Linked DNA regions of Mus musculus: region 2 is linked to region 1. The links are chromatin contacts, called in public Hi-C maps. All regions are on one chromosome and are shown on one strand. The core of a region is the stretch at or near the end of the contact, and the rest is flanking DNA. Distances in the headings are between cores, read along the strand shown.

What was found. A called contact is a pair of places that touch in the nucleus more often than the background predicts.
Region 2: a contact with region 1 is called in a Hi-C map of uterus, with 9 times the contacts expected there. The contact joins two enhancer-like sites. A contact is called at or near these places in 24 of 484 Hi-C or Micro-C datasets (the C10 cell line, the G1E-ER4 cell line, the HPC-5 cell line and 18 more).

The regions. Positions count from the first base shown.
Region 1 is chr3:65,861,373-65,867,090 of GRCm38.p6, reverse strand. No RefSeq gene overlaps it. Among named protein-coding and RNA genes, the nearest start is that of Gm35039, 64 kb to the left of the region's middle. Within about 2 kb of position 3,615, at least 111 of the 459 cell types and tissues checked have an H3K27ac peak or open chromatin away from gene starts, as enhancers often do. A contact at or near this core is called in the N1E-115 cell line, brown adipocytes, cerebellum and 4 more, where this site is marked.
Region 2 is chr3:65,972,418-65,978,135 of GRCm38.p6, reverse strand. No RefSeq gene overlaps it. Among named protein-coding and RNA genes, the nearest start is that of Ccnl1, 17 kb to the right of the region's middle. Within about 2 kb of position 3,570, at least 437 of the 459 cell types and tissues checked have an H3K27ac peak or open chromatin away from gene starts, as enhancers often do. A contact at or near this core is called in the N1E-115 cell line, brown adipocytes, cerebellum and 4 more, where this site is marked.

The DNA.
Region 1 (5,718 bases), core at 2,366-4,865:
GCCACTCCAGAGGATAAACATGGTTTTCGGGACCTCGTTAATCCTATTGCTTTTCCAGATTTCATCTTACTCACTCCTCAAAGACTTTCCCGGCTTCCCCTATTAAATCAGTCCACCCTCCTCCACACACCACACACACATTCATTCACACGTTGGGATGTTATGTTAATTTGTGTGCCTATTTGACCAAGATTGTTTTTTCTATTTTGTAAGTCCGAGGAAGGCAAGAGCCATGGGGGTCTTTGATGACTCTGTGTTCTGTACATAGTATGGCCTGGTAAAAAGCGGGCACTTCATCGATAGATGCTGAAGTAATGAATTTCATGTGATGTTGATGACACATAGAGGAGCAGTAAAAATGCAGAGTCAGTGAAAGTTTAATGGAATTGTCCTGGTTAGATTTTTGGGAAGAGAAACATCAGTTTAGGAAATGCCTTCATCTGTAGGCAAGTCGGTAGGGCATTTTCTTGACTGATGATTGATGTGGGAGGGCCAGCTCACCGTGGCAGTACCATCTCTAAGCAGGTGGTCCTGGGGTTTATAAGAAAGCTAAGAAAGCCAGGGAGAGCAAGCCAGTTAGCAGCACTTCTGCAAAGCTTCTGCTCCACTCCTGCCTCCACTTTCCTGCCTCCACGTTCCTGCCTCCACGTTCCTGCCTTGATTTCCTGTCCTGACTTCCCTTGTGAAGGATGTGTGGTGATTTGGAAGTGAAATCAACTAAATCTTTTTTTCCTGGAGTTACTTATTTTATTGTCACTGCCTTCTTCTCCTCCTTCTCCTCTTCTTCTTCCTCCTCCTCATGCTCCTCTTCATGCTCCTCCTCCTCTCCTTCCTCTTCTTCCTCCTCCTCTTCCTCTTCCTCCTCTTCTCTTCCTCTTCCTCCTCTTCTCTTCCTCTTCTCTTTCTCTTCCTCTTCTCTTCCTCTTCTATCATACCAATTGAAAGTATAACTGGGACCTGGAAGGCTGTGGTAGTTTCAATGGGAACGGCCTCATGGACTCATATCTTTGAATATATCGTGCCCAGTTGGTAGACTTGTTTGGGGAAGAATTGGGAGATGCACCCTTGACAGAAGAGGTGTGTCACTAGGGACAGCTTTGAGGTTTCAAAAAAACCCAGGGCCATCCTAAGCCTATCTCTTTTTCTGCCTGCTACCTACCTATGGATCAGAATGTGAGCTCTCAGCTCCTGCTCCACAGCCTGCCTGCCTGCCTGCCTGCCTGCCTGCCTGCCTGCCTGCCTGTCTGCCTGACTGCTTGCCTGCCTGCCTGCCTGCTGCCTGCTGCCTGCCTGCCTGACTGCCTGACTGCCTGACTGCCTGACTGCCTGACTGCCTGACTGCCTGCCCGCCTGCCTGCCTGACTGCCTGACTGCCTGACTGCTTGCCTGCCTGCCTGCCTGCCTGCCTGCCCGCCTGCCTGCCTGACTGCCTGACTGCCTGACTGCTTGCCTGCCTGCCTGCCTGCCTGCCTGCCTGCCTGCCTGCCTGCCTGCCTGCCTGACTGCTTGCCTGCCTGCCTGCCATGCTCCCTACCTTGACACTCATGGACTCTAACCCGCTGTAACTGTAAGCCTCAAATAAAAATGCTTTCATTAATAAGTGGCCTCAGTCATGGCATTTTACCCGGGCAATGGGAAAGTAACTAAGACATGGGGTAACTAGAAGAACACCGCACTAAAGCAGCAGTGGGAGGTCTGTAAGCAGAGGTTAAGTTCAAGATGTGAAGAAGGAACCACATTTACAGTTAGGAAAAAAACTCCCATTAGCTGAGGCCACAAGAGCCTTAGGGCAAACCAAGGCTTCCAGGCCAACTCCAGAGTCATCATCTCTGCTTTTGACCTCCACCTCCTGACCAAGCTCACCAGGCCTCCACACATGGAGACTGCAGTACTCCCTGAAGGGTAGAAAGGACTGAGTGGGAGCATGCTATCCGGGACCCCTTTCTCAGGGCACCCGGCTTTCACATTACTGCCATCTGCAGAGCCCTGGGTGACTGCCATTGCTGTTCCTGCCCCTGTTGGTATGGCATGGCACCCAGCAGAGGGGGATTTAATTTCCTCCAAGTGTGGAAGATTTTTCAGGTGGCCTCTGATGGGACAATAATCAGCTGGCCTCCCCCCTCCCTTTATGTCCCACTTCTCCTAGATTGCCATCTCTCTCAGAAGTTTTGTAATGGCAAATACTCTTTTCTTATCTGTTAAAATATCTTACATCTAAAAGTATGGTGGTGGCTAATTGGCCTCCATTCCCAATTCCGTTTCTCAAGGAGGCCTGAGAGGACTAGCGAAGATGACCATTCACCCAATTTGGGCATCAGTGAGAGAGGAACACAACACCTCAGGCCCAGGAAACAGGCCATCTTGTCCGGGCTCTGTGCAGGCATCCTCCTGCATTGGATGTCTCACTATCAAGCTAGCACTGACTCCACCCTCTCTGCATTAATTCTTGTCATGAGCCAGAAGCCTCGAATATCAATCTTGTTTTTCTTCTTCCAGCATTTCCGATACCAATAATAACACCATTACCCTTAAGTATGAGTCTGTATACCCGACACAGAGTGCTTTGGGGTCATTGAAATGCTCATCCGTCCTTTCTAGGTCTTTCATATCTGGGAATCAGCAATGCAGAAAATGGGATTCAAGAAGAAAACAAAAACCAAAGTGAGGCTTGAAATGAGCGAAGCAGTGCGGAGGGCTGGCACGAGCCGACTGCCACCAGAGCAGGGAGAGCATGCAGGTCGGCTAAGGGAGCGCACCGCGAAACTGGCCAGCCCCTTAGCAACATCCGCATAGCTGACACAGAACACTCTGACTTGGGGAGGGATGAAAATACCGGGTGACATCAGAGGCTCCGAGCACAGCCAGGGCATTCTAGAGGTGTGTGGTGTCAGGACGGCCTGTGCTGGCCTCATTTATCTACCTGAGTCATTTGAACAAAGCACTCGCTGGCTTAGCTTTGTTGTGACTAGAATTTGGAACCAATCCCCTGGCTCTGCCCCCATGGGTTTTGCTACTGCAGCGCAGCGTGGGTATGTAGGAACACAGACCGAATCCTGTGGCAATCAAGGATAGACTGTTCCTTCTCTGGGCCACAGGCTTCCCTAGGAAGGAGCCTTGGCCAAGTGTTTGTGTGTCTCCAGAACCAAGTGTCTGGCAACCAGCAGGTTTCTCGTGAATAAATGACAAATCCCAGAGACACATTCTGGGAAACGCAGGGCTTTTGTGGTGGCAGCATGCTCAACAGCACAGCACTGTGCTGTGGGACTCTTTAGTTTGTGGGACTCTAAGAATAATTTTCACGTCCTGGGAAAAGTGTCTGGCGCTGATTGCACATGCGAAAGTGTCGTGACGTGGGGATTAGGGTTGTCACAGGCAGACTGAAGGCCTTAGAAAAAGCACACCAAAATGGAGGTATTCATTCTAGGGAGGCTGCAGAATACTCAATGAGCTGGCGTTCTTCTCCTCCGAGTGAAGAAGAGGCCATGCTTGAAAACGGGGCTGTAGAAGGAAGGTCTCAAGAAGCCTTACTTCAGATTCCGTTCAGACACCCTCAGCGAACTCCCACATATTCCTCACCTTTCCACTAGGGGGCAGACAGAGGACGGAGAACATCCCAGGCAGGAGGCCGGTCCCTCACAAGGCAATCAGCCTCACACCAACACACTAGGCTGTTTGTGCTATGCAAAAGGCGAGGCTAAGCCTCTCTCTTCCGGCCTGTCACAGTCTCATTGATACTGCATGGTTTGCCTGTGACATCAGACACCGAAAAGTATGACAACCAAACTGTACGGTTCAAGGTGAATGTCAATAAATAGAATAAAAGGGGAGGAGGGGGGGAAGGAAGAAAAAAAAAGAAAGATCCCTGATGTTTTTCTTACCACACATGGTTTGGGGGGATCCTTCATTATCCAGAGTATTCATGATGTATCTGAATTCAGTGACTTCTCACAATGAGAAGATAACTGGAAAACTGCATACGACCTCTCTCTTGACCTCTTTCTATTTACAACAGCAACGTGGTTTCTATCCAAGTCACTGTTTCCTTCTGAGAGCCCATTCCACAGGCCTCTGTGTATCAACACACAGAAGGAAATATTCCAAGGGATATATTTTTTTTAATAACTCCCACATGCCTTAAAAAGTCATTTCCTCCTAAGACATTCAGGGCAATCGGGGCCCCTTAATTGGCTTAATTTTTATTCTTAATCCTCAAGGGTCGAGGAAAAAACAACACGACTATCTTCCTGTTCCTATTACCCTTTCATAAACTGTTGAGCACACAGGCTTGCCTCTAAAAGAAACCACAGTGAGCCTAAAGGAATAAGCATTTGTCAGGCCAGACCCCAGACTGGAAGATCACTGCAGGTGTGAGTCACTCATGGGAACTCTGAGGGTCTGAAAGCCACTCTCCCACTTGCAGAGGTGAGGGCGGCGTTGGCTTAGAACTGGCTCCGTGTTTGCTAGCATTAATAGAAATGTCTGTCAAAACAACGTTTTGTGACTTTTAATGAATTGCATCTTTAATTGTGCTGAGAAAAAAGTAAGCAAATGACGTGAGTGAGCTTACTTACAAGGGAAGGGTCAGCCTGTGTCTAGAACGTGGGTTTCCTGTGGAACGAGAATTCTTGTGCAAATCACTTCAAGCCATCCCTGATTTTTTTTTTTTTTTGAATGCTCTCCCTGATTTCACGCTGATAGCATCACAGCTCAGAAGATCCTATGAAGACAGCCTGACATCAAGCTGCTTTCTTGGTTGGCAAAATGATCTTAAGAATTACCTAAAAATGTGCTGTTTCTAAATGATTTGTTCATCTAAAGTCATTTGATTTTCAATTAAAATAAAATAAACAGGCTTGGCTATATTTGGACACAGATGTTGCTGTGGCTTCCAGATTCCTTTGTTTAAAGGTGACAAGATGCGTGGAGAAGACATTCATCTGATTGGGTATTCAGGCTTACAAAGAAAGTAATTACAGGGCCAGAGAGAGGACTCACCCCCCCCCCCCCTTCATCTAAATTCCCTTCCACATATCAACATAGTTTGACCTTGATGGTTTTAAATGTAAAAGACACTGATGTAATTCAAATAAAGCAATTTTTCAAATACCCCAAGGAATCCGGGATCAGAGATGACAGGCCTGAAGGATGAAAACCTGAGGGGCTAACGGATTCTCCAGTCCTCACGGTAGATGTGTCTTCCCTTCCTATTGAACTAAGATATTTTTGTCTTCTTTCCAGGGAACATTTGTTTGCCCAGTCCTCTGGAAAACGCCCAAATGCTGGCTTCCCCTTCCCCTCCCTCTCTCTTGCTCCCTCTCTCCCCCCTCCCTTTCTCTCTCTCTAAGCCCTTCTGGTTTTTGTGAGTCTTCCCACTAACATTTGCACCAAGGCAGCCTCTGTGGTCAGTGAGGTGACCTCCAACCTTCCTCGCCTTTCTCCGAGGGCAGAGGCCCTCCCTTCTGCCCTGACAAAGCACTTTCAGTCAACTCTTGGGTTTCTTCATGGTTGATTAAACTGTCTGTGTTTATTCAGGACCCTTCTCCTCTTTCTGTGTCCGGCCGCTGACCTTTCTGTTGCTTCATTGTCAGAGGAGAGAGCTCACGGGGCAGTCAGTCCCAATGCTTGTTAGCAGCCCTGGAAAGCAGCTCGGCCACTGGAATTCCTAGCACATCTTCAAAGCCAGTGGCTTTTCACCTAGGTAGCTGCTGTTGCTGGATG
Region 2 (5,718 bases), core at 2,321-4,820, 110 kb before region 1:
GCTAGGTTCCCAGTACCAGGCATGATTTAACTCATATTGAGCGGGTCTTCAGTCCAATTAGAGACCTGTTGCTTACCACCAAGGTATGCGGGCCACTAGTGGACCGTTACTGTTACTAGGCCTCCCTGGCCTAGTACCCAACCCATATCTTTGACAAACTTTCCTTGAATGGATGGAGGGAGCATTCCTCTTGCACCTCTCAGCTACACCCCTGGCCTGAGAGCACCCACCAGGTGTGGGGCTAAAGGATACTGGTACTAGGCCTTGCCCTTTTAAGCTCATTTCAGATTGTATTGCACGAATGTGGTAATCAACTGTACACTCACCTTTTCCTTGGCACTTTACATGCAAAGATCTTATTTCATGTCTGTTTTACACTTCTACCAGAGAAAATGTCAGCAGCATTGTTGACATTTAAAGATAAATGTCATCCAATAATTATTTTTATTTGTTGTTTAAAGCTACAAAAACTAACACTTAATAAGGTTCTTGTCCCCTTCCCCTCCACTGTCTTAAAGTACAGCATAGAGTACAGAGAGCAAAGTCCTATAGGCACACAAAACTCTCCCCCAACTAAGCAAACTTTCTTTTTCTCCCATTCTGGGATGCGGGTTCAAATGTTGTGATTTACTCCTGAAAGAATGAAGTTTAAGAGTCTCTACCATAGAAGGCAGAATTTTTTTTTAACAGAGCTTCTATGATGATACAGACATAGGCACGCCAAAATACACAGATCCAGGAACCATTTATCTTAGGAAAAAAAAAAGGTTTAGGACCCCCACTCCTCCCCACCCCCTTTATTTATTTATTTTTTCTGTTTTCATTATCCAGCTACCAACTATCATTAAAAATCAACATTTTTGATTTATGAGTTAGGACGTCAAGCCAACACTATTATATTTTAGTTAACGACTACCTGTTTTACATTAGACATTAGCTTCTCTTTTTTAAATTACATATTATTTTGTAGGATGGGAGCACACTCATGTGGAGGTCAGAGGACAACTTGTGGGAGTCCGTTTTCCCCTTCCACCATATGGGGTCCAGGATCAAACTCAGGTTGTCACACAAGTGCTGTTAATTACTTCTGAGGTAGCTCGAGTTGCAACTTGATTTAAATCCCTGGAGGAAACACATCACAAACGTGTGTTTCCCACAATAACTGTTTTTAATTTGGAATTCCGTTTTCTAACATTTCAAACCACTGTTCATCCCGCTGGACTTTCTCCTGTTCTAGATTCTAAGTAATTTACACTTAGAATCCCCACTTCCCATTCCAAGCTGGCCCACCTCTCCCTCTCCATCCACCCAGGCACTCTCCTTTCACCGAACATCCACAGTAGAAAGTGGGAAGCATCTCTGTCAAAGGCTTCACCCATGTTAAGGGAGGCCTTAACTGAGCTAAAGCCCCAGCCTCCATATGCATGTGAACTTTTTGTCCCTGCTCAAAACAACAACAGCAACAACAACAACAACAAAAAAAAAACCCTCCTCAAAAAACAGTGGCCTGTGGGAGCTCAGAGAGCCCTGAGGAAGAGGAGGAAGGATTGTAGGCCCCAGAGGGGTCAAGGACACCATGAGAACACAGCCCACAGATCAACTAAACAGGGCTTGTTGAGGCTCAGAGACTGGAGCGACAATCAGGAAGCCTGTATGGGTCTGAGTTAGGTCCTCTGTATAAATGTTATGATTGTTAACAGCGGGAGTGGGACTGTCCCTGACTCTTGTCGGCCCTTAGGACCCTTCTCCTAGTGGAATTCCTCCTCTAGCTGTGATCTGAGGGTCTGTGCCCAGTCTTATTGCAACTTGTGTGTAACTTGTTATGCCAAGTTCTGTTGATATCCCTGGGAGGCCTGCTTTTTTTCTCAAGGGAAACAGAAGCAATGGATCTAGGGGAGAGGGGAGACTGGGAGAAGCGGAGAGAGGGGAAACTGTTCTGTACAGTATAAGAGAATAATTTTTAAATGGCCTGTACTAGGCCAGAATACAACCAACTGAATATAAAAATGGAATCAGTTACATCAATTCCACATCTCCAAATCTAAACTGATCTTCCCAAGAGTCTGGAGCAAGTTCCTGACTGGTCGGTCTCAACAGGAACCAGTCAGTTCTCTCTATTCTAACACTAAAGGCGACCTGAAGTAAAATAATGTTAACCAATTAGGTTTGGGGGTTTTGTCTGCTTGTTTTTGTCAACTGTCAGAATTCCACTCCTGCCTTACAAGAACAGTCACTGTGAAATGTCTAATCGGTTTGCTCTTTCACGGGTCATCAGCACTCCATTCTTCATAAAACTAACTTATTCTGCCTCCGTCTATCAGAACACCCATTTTATAGATGAAATGTTGCCCAATTCTAGACTTATACACAAAACAACTATATGAAAATTCTTTGTCTTTTGACACCCTTATGAACATGTTTTCTTTAACCCTGCAATTTAGGTTTGTGGGGATTTAAAGGGCAGGATAAAAAGGACAGCTCAATCATCAGGAAAGCAGCCAAAGATCTGATAGTGTTGAAAACAAAACAAAGGAAGTGGCAATAGGGAGGGGAGTCGAGACAAAAGGGAATTTAGGAAGTGAACTAATAACAGTAGTAAAGAGAAAAAAGACAAAAGCAGGCAGAGCCTGGGTGGGGGTGGGGCACACTCAGACACCGCTTATTTAAAGGCGCCTTATTCAAGTTGGCCTGAAGGCGGTGGCTTTTGTTCACTTAAATTAGCCTTCTGGCCTTTTTAAGACAATTAACTATTCTCTAAAACTCAGCTGCTTTTCATGTCCAGCCTTTCAAGACGCAATACTTGGATAGGACAATCCAAAAGAAAATTAAAAATTACATTAATCTTTTCAAGCTAGGCTAAGGTGTCTTATCCCAGCCTTCTTACAGAAAGCCTCCACGCTCTCTCCAGTTTAGAGGGAAGGCATAAATACAGCTCAACGTTTCCAAATACATCTAATTGACCTATTTTCTTGTTGTTTCCTTTCAACGGAAGCCCCCAGCTTGGGAGGGGATTAATAATAGTTTCACACAAGAAATGGGTACATTTAAAGTTTGAAGAAACTCTAAAAACTGTTCAATTTAAGTGCTTGGAGGCCAAGGCACAGGAGAAGCAACTGGTCACTCAGCCCACCCCCGAGGCCCACGGCCAGACTGGATAAGGACTCGGCTATTGGCGTCACAGGAGGCTGGCGCTGCGGGGACCAGAAGAGGAGCAGCGTCAGCGCTCGCAGGGACAGAAGCCAGAGAGCGAGTTAGACACGCCCACAGGATGGGAGGAGGGCGCCGCGCGAGCGGGTGGGCGGGGCTAGATGACGGCTTCCGGTTTGTGCACTTCCGCTCCACCCGGTTCTCTCCCCCGCCCAGCGCGGCTCCCTGCTGGCTTTCCCAGAAACTGATCAGTGGACACTCCTCGGGGCTGGATGAGTCCCAACCCGAAACTTGTTAGTCCCAGCGTATGCTCTCTGGCGGAAAAGCCGCGGCTTTTCCTAGCTGGGGCAGGGGACACTAACGTCGCTTGTCTGCCGCTCTGCGGTACCACGTGGTCAGCGAGTTGGGTGGAGGTGGGGGGGAAGGAGTTGCCCTGCCTCCCCCAGTTCCCTGGGGCACAGTGCGGCTGTCCAGTCCTGATCTCTCCAGTGCCCTATTGAGTTGTGGTGACGAAGGTCTTACCAGGCTCCCGTAAACCTTGTTAATATCTTCGTAATGACCTGTTTACAAAATTCACTTGCCCCAGAACATTTACCAGCTTTCCTATCAAGAAGATAAAGAACATGTGATGTCATGGCCTTGGCATTTTGAATGTTCCCAAACGCTTTACTGGAGAGCAGAAACAGCTTTCTCTCCCACAGTCCACGTTGGGACTGAGTGTCCGCAAATCCCACACAACACACTAGAAAATAGCATGCTTTACCAATACTATAGGCTGACGTCTAGGTGTCGAGGTTTTAAGTTTAAAGCCGAGCCACGCTGACTACCTATAGTAAAATTGGCATTATAAACGAGTCACTACAGTACCTACAATTATATTTATTTATTTTTTTTTCTCTTTTCAAGACAGGGTGTTTCTATTTCTGGATGCTCTGGGGCTCTGTAGACCAGGGTGGCTGAAACTCAGAGATCTAGCATGCCTCTGTCTCCCAAGTGCTGGGATTTAAAGGCTTGAGCCATCACCACTCGACTGAAATCTTAAAATTTAGGTGTAAACTGTCCTTTTATCTAAATACAAAATAGTAATCCAGCCAGCACTCCACTGATCTCCGGGAACACTGTAACTAGAAACTTGGTTGCTTCTGAGAATCCAAAGATACACATGAAAACAGTGTGAACTACCAAAAGCAATTTTGTTCGTATTCCAATGTACTCATTTCTAAAGTAGCTGAAAAACTTAGGAATGTAAACACCTCTAAATTGTTTATTGACTGGTAGAAAAAAAAATCTTGTTTGTGATGGTTTGGAGGAGCAGTAGATGAGCAACATCTGTTTCTGAAGTATGTATGCCACTAGACAGAAACAAAATAGCCATCACCAATGCAGGACTTTTCTCTCCAGTGAGGTCAATGTTACAGTGTTTACAACTAAGTCCAACTAAAATTTCTTGCAAAGTACCCTCTGATGTGTTTTCAGGAAGTCTTTTCCTTTAGTTACAAAATGAGTATTGTTCAGTATGATGTCACAGTCCTTCCTAAGCTGCAATGTTAGCCTAGTTGCTGTCACAAAAAAGATTTTGGGGGGGGGGGGGGTGAGAATCAGGAAAAATATTTTAGAAACAGCCCATGTTACTACCCAAGTCAGTGACTGCCGTGTCAAAAGTAAATCTCTTATTTTGCAAAGTTAAAACTGAACAACCAAAATTTTTTTAATTAACCCTATTAACAGAATCTTTTAAAAATTTCTACATTCTCATTCCATACGCTCAACCAACGGAGGAAAGATGAAAGGAGTCAGCTTGTCAAATCTGTAATAAATAATTTACATGTAACATGGACTAATTAAGGAAGAGTAAAGAAGCCAGCTCCACTCCTTTCTTTGATGGACAGATCTCTAGATCAACACATACAGCAATTAAGCATATCTCTTAACTAGATCAGTTGTTTAGAGGCTTTGGGAATTTTTAGAAAAGATGGTCCTTGTAGGCTTCAAGGTAAGTGCAGGCCTTTGTAGAGGCTAGGTTATATTCTTAAAGCACTAGGTTGTGCTTTGAACCCAGGCTGGAGAGAATATTGATCTCACTCAGTGGTTCCTCAACCTTCCTAATGCTACAACCCTTTATTACATTCTTCATGTTGTGGTGACCCCCCCAACTATAAAATTATTTTCATTGCTACATTATACTGTAAATGTGCTGCTGTCATAAATTATAATGTAAATATCTCTATTTTCTGATGGTTTTAGGCAACTCTGAAGGGGTCTCAACCCACAGGTTGAGAACCATTGCGCTAAATCCTCTCATGAAGAATAAATTATACAGTCCACAGAGAAACTGGAAATGAGCCTTGGTCTGACCTTAGGTGGAACTATGTCTATTCATGGTAAAGGGACACTTTTGTCATCGACATATGCCGGTGGCCAAAATTCCTTCCAGGGGTAGAAATGGCTTCCCTAATCCACAAGGGAAGCCAGGAAGTCTTCTCTTTCAGTGGGGAAACTATCAGATTCCACATTGTGTGGGGAGAACAAAGTCCCACATGCTGTCCTCCCACCTCCACTCTCATGCCATGC